Linked DNA regions of Gossypium hirsutum: region 1 is linked to region 2. Evidence: chromatin contacts called from public Hi-C data. All regions are on one chromosome and are shown on one strand. Each heading gives the region's core, a stretch centred on a gene start, on an enhancer-like site or on the middle of the called end of the contact. The rest is flanking DNA. Distances are from core to core; before and after follow the strand shown.

Region 1 (3,850 bases), core at 706-3,205, 400 kb after region 2:
TTTTCCAAAAACCCAGGAAAGCAGAATACCACACCACTTTTGACTTTCTTCAATAGATAAATGCGAGTCCTCAGTTGAGAGCAATTCCAAAGCTTTTGCAAGAGCTTCTTGAACCTGCTGATGCTTTGATGTTCTCTTTGCAGTGACTCTCATCAGTTCAAGACCCTTCTCCATTACAGTCCTCCGAGCTTGGTGGCTCCTCTCAACAGCAACTATAAAAGCCGATAAAGCCATTTGAGATAAGGAAATGTCTTCATTTTTGCTTGCATGTGAAGCAGTAGAAAGAAGACTGGATGCCCAATCAGAGACAGAGTCACTTAAGGGAAGATTATGATCTTCCAATAGCAACCGAGCCACCAAGCTACCATGCCATTTCACAGATCTCTCAGGTGCTAGTAAAGCACACATGACAGCCTCTCCATCTTGATCCAATTCTTCAATATGAGACCTATTGATCTCCGATGCCATTGCCCAGTTGGCTAATGCCCAAGCAGCGAAAGGCACAGCAACATGCTGAGAATGCAAATCATCCCAAAGACCAGGAACAACAGCAGCTGACAAATTGGCTTGTTCCACTGAACTACCATGCTTATTCATCAATGCAAGTGTTCTCGGAGTATCCCTATCTAATTCTGATGGGGTATCATTTGAATGATCTAATGTCATATGCTCAGTTGTTCTCGACAGCCCTATAGCAGTCGTCCCTTCAAGAATTTTAATTCCAATCCCTTTCATCCCTCTTCCACCATCATCATCATCATCATTTCTCTCTCCCTCGTCTAAATGCATGTCACCTTCTTCAATAACTTGAACAGCTGCAGCAATATCTCTCATTTCTGCATTTCCCGGTAGCCAAGGCTTAAAAGATTCCTTTTCTACACACTCGCAATTGGATGTAACAATATCCATTATAGCAGCCACAAGCATACTTCTACCTTTCAAAGAATCAGAAATATCGAATGAACTACGACCCGAATGCTGCTCCCACACAAAAGCTATTTATCAATGGTAAAACAAAAAACTTAGAAGCACCAACAAGATTAGGGTGCAAAAAAGTTACATTTTCATAATCAGTAGATAACAAAAAGAAATAAAAACGTACCCTTTTAGATTTATTTTGAGGTTGACATGAAAAAATGAACCTCAACAGATAGGAAACGGCGCCTGGTCTTCCAAGCACGTCTTTGCGCACGTCGGGATCCGCAATTAAGTAAGCCAATGCCCTCGCCGACTCGGCCTGAGTGCCGCAAACATCTGCTTTGCCCACTGCTACCGTCTCCAGCAGCCAATCAACTACCGCGCCGCCACTAGCGTTCACAATCGCCGCTCTGCGGCTCGCATTGGCAGCGGCAATGTCCGCAAGCAAAGACGCCACGCGTAGCTCGAACCCAGCCCGAACTTCGTGGTTTGCGGATGACATCACCGACCTCAACGATTGCCACAAAACAGAGGCGGCGACGCTGGTTTGTTTGGCTTGGTGGACGATCCTCCGGAAGGACTCGTTCGATTTTTGCATCGTGTGCTCGATTGAGTCGTAAAGAGGACTTCTCCTAGGGCTAGGGTTACCGTCGGAGGATTCATTGCCTTCATTGGCAGATAAAACAGCGACGGAAGCGACGATAGCGGAGAGGAGAGTGGCGGAGAGGGCCAAAACGGAATTTCGAGAAAGAGAAACCGTTGCAGAAGGGCGAGTTGAAAGCTGAGTTTGAAAATATTGCGGCGGCGGTGATTGGGAAGGGACGGGTTGCCGGTTTTTGAGATTGTTAGGGGATTCAACGGAGTTGGGAGACGAGGAGGAAAACCGTCGCGTATAATGAAGATAGCAACGCCGACGAGATCTTAAGCAGTAACGAAGCATAATTTTAATTGGAAAAAATAAAGGAAAGGATTGGGAAATTCCGTTGAAGCCGCTGTTCAAGAGGATGGCGGGAGGAAAATGGTTGTTTATATATATAGATGGTAAGGACGGTCTACAAAAATGGAATTTTCTAGCCGCATATGCCAACCTTTTTGTCCTTTCCAATACCAGGCCTTTCAATTTTATACCTTTTACAATTTAGTTTCATGGGCCTACTTAAAATGGGTTTAATAGTCTCTACAAACAAATCATGAATTTAAACTCGATTTAACTTGGTTTTATCAAATTCACCTGAATTTGATATGATTTGAACCTGAATTTATTTTTAAACCAACTCAAATTTAACTTGATTTGGATCTAGAATTACCCATTTTTTTCACTTCTTTCGTCCCTTTCTCGTCGCATCATTGACCACTGTGTTTTTTTCCTTATTCTTTCATTAACTCTAATCTTGTCATCCAACAAATCACCCAAAACCCTAACTTCACTTGGTTCCCGCATCACTTCTTTACTTTCTTTACTAATGTAGTCAGTTCCAACCATTTTAATTGATATGTACCGTTCCACCTACTGGTACATGAATAATGTTAAAAAATATAATATTTATACTTTTTTATTATTATAGTAATGAATAATACAAACTTTTCCTCAACATTATGAACCGATTCGTGCATGAATATTTTATATTGAAATTTATTTAATATAACCATTTGATATTTGTAAATATTAATATATATATTAAATATTTTTTAAAAATATTGATAAATCCAAAATAAGCGTTATCAATACGCACCAATTCCAATAGAAAAACGATGTATCTACTAGACTATCTCGCTTTTTGCGCCTTGCAATTTGCGTCAACATCGTCATGCATCCTCCATGATCCCTACCCTTGCATCCTTAACTATCAATGACACTAGAGCATGAACTGCCTCAAGACCCGTCAAACAAACTCAATTCCATAAGTAAAGTGTGGCCTCTAACATCGCCTCCTATGCATTCTTAATCAATTAAGGCGACCCATTGTTATCAATGATGATCAATGCGTAAAGAATATCACGTTTTGACTCAAATTTTTCAATAAATTTTTTACAATTTTTTTTTATTTTTATAATTTTTTCATATTTTTATAAAATTTAAATACTTATTTTTTTATAATTTTAATTTAAAATACTATGTGATAGATGATATGTCATACCACATCAACAAAGTTATCAAATGAGGTGTCACATTACATCAGTAATGACATCAACAAAATCATCAAATAAAATGCCATGCTACATTAACAAAGTTGTTGATTAAAATCAAATTTATTTGACAAAAAATTCAACAATGTGGGCGACATTCAGAAAAAGAAAAAGAAAACTTAAATAACAATGAAAAAGCAAAAGAAAAAACTTAGGGGCAAATTTTGCAATTCTGCTTTAAGAAAATTTGAGAAAATAAAAAATCAACACATTAAAAGAAGAAGCATAAGAATCCTTACAACTATATTTAAAAACAGGCTTAATGCATATTTTAGTTACTGAAGTATACTGCTTTTTTCACTTTAGTCCTTACAATTTCTTTTGGTCCACTTTAATCTCCAACGTTATCAGATTTTTCCAGTTTAGTCCTTTAACATTAAAAACTTAGGGCTGAAATATTCAACCATTCATATACTGCCGTGTGTCATGTTGTAACATCATTGTGACATCATTATTCGAAAAACCTTAAAAAAATCTTTAAAAATGGATTTTTTTTTTAAAATTAACAAAAAATTATTAAAATTATAAAATTAAAAAACAATATAAAAATAATTACTAAATTTTGTTTTAAAGAATTAGAAAATTAAATATTTTTAATTTTTTAGGTGATAAATTTTAGGTAAGTTTTTTTGAAAATATTAAAATAAAGATAAATAATTCTATTTATTATCTAAATGATTATTCAATTGAAATAACATTATCTTTCATTATTTAAATAATTTGAAAAAAATTATCTAAATTTATT
Region 2 (3,767 bases), core at 276-2,775:
CGCATAAAATCATCAAATGTATTTAATGTAAAAGATAAAGTAAGTATAATTTACTAAATTTAAAAAAAAATTCAATTTCTTATTAGATCTTTTTTTACTTTTATGTTTTTCTCAATAAATATGTTAAAATACTATTAAAATAATGTTTAAATTAAAAACTATATAAAAATTATAATTATTTTATTAAAAATATTAATGAAAATAAATATAAGAAATTACTTTAAATATAATTCTATGATATTGAAATTTAAAAAAAAAAATCTTCATTGAAAAAAATTATTTTGAATTGATATCTCAATAAATTTACGCATTAAACATTTATGAACTATTGTCAATATTTTTATTATATTGGTCTTAGAAGTATAATGCCTAAAATCTAATCATGCAGGTAGTTTCATTCTTCCACATTCTTGAGTAAATATGATAAAAATAATTAATATTAATTAAAATAACATATTAAAAATTACTTTAGATATAATTCTATCCAAATAAAAATTTTAAATGTGATAAAATATTATTTATATAATATTTAGACAAAAAATAATTATAAATAATTATTTTACTAATAATATTAACTAAAACAACCTATTCACAATAACTTTCAAGTATGATTCTCAAAACAAAAAATATTATTAGCAATTACGCAAATACATATTTTAAAATTCAAAATAATATTATTATTTATTGCATTTATAATATATCTAATTTATTTACATCTATTTTGAGAGACCATGCCCATAGAAATCTAACATTCCTTTTCTTTTAGTAATGATTACTTAAATTAATTATATAAAATTAAATTTTTTATTAAAATAAATTATATAAATACATATATTTACGTACAAGTTACCTAACGAAAAAAAAATTGCATATATTAAGGATTAGTCCGGTATCTGAGCCATTTTTTTTAAATTCTTAAAATTAATAAGGGTTTATATACAATTAGGTACTTGAATTTGGTTTTAATGTTTAATATGATACTTAAGTATTTTTGTTTCAATTCAGTACCTAAGTCCGGCTTTAATGTTCGGTTTGGTGCTTAAACTTTTCAATTTGATACTTGAGTTCTTTTGGTCCTAATTACCCGACTTTAGCTTCAATGTTCAATTTGATTCTTAAGTATTTTTTGTCACTTTTTTACTAGAGTTCACATATTAAATATTCACTGAACCACATAATACCATTTGTATCAAATTAGACCTTAAAGCTAAACTCATGTACCAAATTCAATATGAAAGACAAACTCAGGTAACAAATACTATATTAATAAAAAATAAAAAAAAGGACAAACTCAATGCGATAGTTGGAGCGTAGCGTTTACGCGTTAACATTCTAACGCCGGTAGTTGCCTATCCAAACCACAGGCGCAATCTAATAACGGGTCATCAAGGAGTCAGGAGAAATGAACCAACAGATTGTTGCCACGTGGGGATTCAAAAGCTCAAACGCTATTGCGTATTAAAACTTAGGAAAGAGGAATTATAGGAATCTTTCCGCTGTAAACGCGTCTGTAAATAAATACCAAGTTTCTTCGAAGAGTTTTTTTCTGCGATCTTCATCTTTTTCTTTTTTCTTTTCTTTTTTAGTTTTTATTTATTTTTGACTTCTTTGGATCGGTCGATTGCCATATCGATCGGTCCTTGTATCTCTTCAATATCTCTTTGAAGGTCAGTAATTCATATTTCTCTCTCTCTCTCTATTCATATTTCTCTCTCTCTCTCTCTTTATTATTTTTTTAAAAGCTAGATTTGTTTTTTTTGTTACCGTTGAATCGCGATTTTTGTCGTTAATTAATCGGGATAGATTTTGTTTTAATTAGTTAGGCTGATTTTCATAAGAGATCTGAGGTTTTTTTGAATTTGAGATGATTTGAGTCGTTAGAGGCTTTGGTTTTTATATGACAGCCTTCAATTTTTGGGGAAATTCTTGCAATTTTCTGATACTAGTGAATTTTATGATTGGTGTTTGTTTTCGTTCCAATTCGATTTTTGTAGGAATCGGAGTTTCGGAGGTCTAGGAAAAGAAATGGCAAGTGGGTTTGGGGAATCAGCGAGCCATTCTCCCCACAATCCATCTTGCTCCACCAATAATGCTAATGGTGATGCTGGTAATTTTGAGTGCAATATTTGCTTTGACTTAGCTCAAGACCCTATTGTCACTTTATGTGGGCATCTTTTCTGCTGGCCTTGCCTTTACAAATGGCTTCATACTCATTCCCGTTCTCAGGAATGTCCTGTTTGTAAAGCCCTTGTTGAGGAACAAAAATTGGTTCCTTTGTATGGAAGGGGGAAATCATCTACTGATCCTAGGTCCAAATCTATCCCGGGTGTTAATATTCCGAATCGTCCAGCTGGACAGAGACCTGAAACGGCTCCTCCACCAGCACCTAATCAGTTTCCCCAAAATGGGTTCGGGTTCATGGGAGGCTTGGGAGGTTTTGCACCAATGGCAACCGCTCGATTTGGGAATTTCACACTCTCTGCTGCTTTTGGTGGTCTTATCCCATCCTTGTTTAACCTTCAGGTCCATGGATTTCCTGATGCGGCTATGTTTGGTCCAGCTGCTGGTTTTCCATATGGCTTTCCAAGTTCATATCATGGTGGCCTTGCTCATGGATACCATCACCACCACCACCACCATCATCATCGCACCGCACAAGGCCAGCAGGATCATTATCTGAAGATGCTGTTTCTGTTTATCATTGTTTGTGTTATCTTTGCAATGATTTATCAATAGACCATATCTGCTATCAAAGCATAAATTGCTAACTTATTTTAGGAGTGCCAATCCGATATCTTGTGTAAATCTAATAAATGCATTTTCATTTACCTTTTTGTCTTTTACTTAGTGATTGAGGAATTTATTGTATGGCACTTCCCCTGTTGATTTTTGGTTCATCAGTTGGTTCGGCTTTGTATTTATGCTTTGGAATATCTTTCGCTGTCCTCTATGGCTAAAAAGCATCAATGTGTTTTAGCAACTGCAATACACTAATTTGGCTCTTTTTCTTTTCTCCCTGCGCATCTTTGGTTTCAGCAAGATTATTGAGTCATGAGAGCAAGGTCATGTGTTTTCAGCTTATTTATCCTAATTCCAGTCGTAATATCTTCAAGTGTTGGGTAACATAAAATGTAGCAGTATTTTATGTGCCTAGCTATTCATAAGTTAGAACTTCTTGCGATCTGAATAGATTTTGTCTTGGCCTTCTATATATTTCATGGTTATTTCCTTAGTATATGAGGGAGGATAGCTGAGTTGATTTAGATGGGTGGTTAAATAGGTAGTGTAGGTGGAGTTGTTTCTCTCTGCAGTTAAAGCTTTGTTATAAGCATTTGCCATTAGTCACACTCAGTTCAGTTTCCACTGCTCTTTACCCTTTCATTTGAGACTATGAACGAAAGATTTTTTTTATGTAGCGATAGTAAAATGGTTCCCTTTCTTGGCCTGAGTGACACAGCAATTCTTTGTGCTTGCGTAGTTGTTTATATAACAAACTTCAGTGATTATAGCTCCTGACCAAGCTCAAGTTTGCAACCCAGTTTGTGTTTCTAGTGCTAATTGTGCATGGACTACGAATATGAACTAGATTTGATTTCTTTGTTTTGTTTGGTTAATGAGATTTGTGATTCTCATTGTTGACTCCAGGGAGGTTACCTTTTAATCCATAGCCAATTCTTCGCAAAACAGGGGAATGCATCTCAGTAGTTATATATGCAATTGATGATAGTGTATGACGTTTTGCTGTTGTCAGCTTTGTGCTGGTTATA

Evidence for each region. A called contact is a pair of places that touch in the nucleus more often than the background predicts.
Region 1: a contact with region 2 is called in a Hi-C map of leaf, with 2.0 times the contacts expected there. The contact joins the promoter of LOC107918068 here to the promoter of LOC107922316 in region 2. A contact is called at or near these places in 2 of 34 Hi-C or Micro-C datasets (leaf and seedling).

What each region holds. Positions count from the first base shown.
Region 1 is chrD01:20,251,395-20,255,244 of Gossypium_hirsutum_v2.1, forward strand. It overlaps LOC107918068, which reads right to left and starts at 1,956. Exons shown (of 11, transcript XM_016847573.2): 1 at 1,103-1,956; 2 at 1-978. The coding sequence starts at 1,858.
Region 2 is chrD01:19,852,174-19,855,940 of Gossypium_hirsutum_v2.1, forward strand. LOC107922316 (E3 ubiquitin-protein ligase RNF185-like) reads left to right here and starts at 1,526. Exons shown (of 2, transcript NM_001399843.1): 1 at 1,526-1,667; 2 at 1,995-2,977. The coding sequence starts at 2,026. The coding sequence ends at 2,736.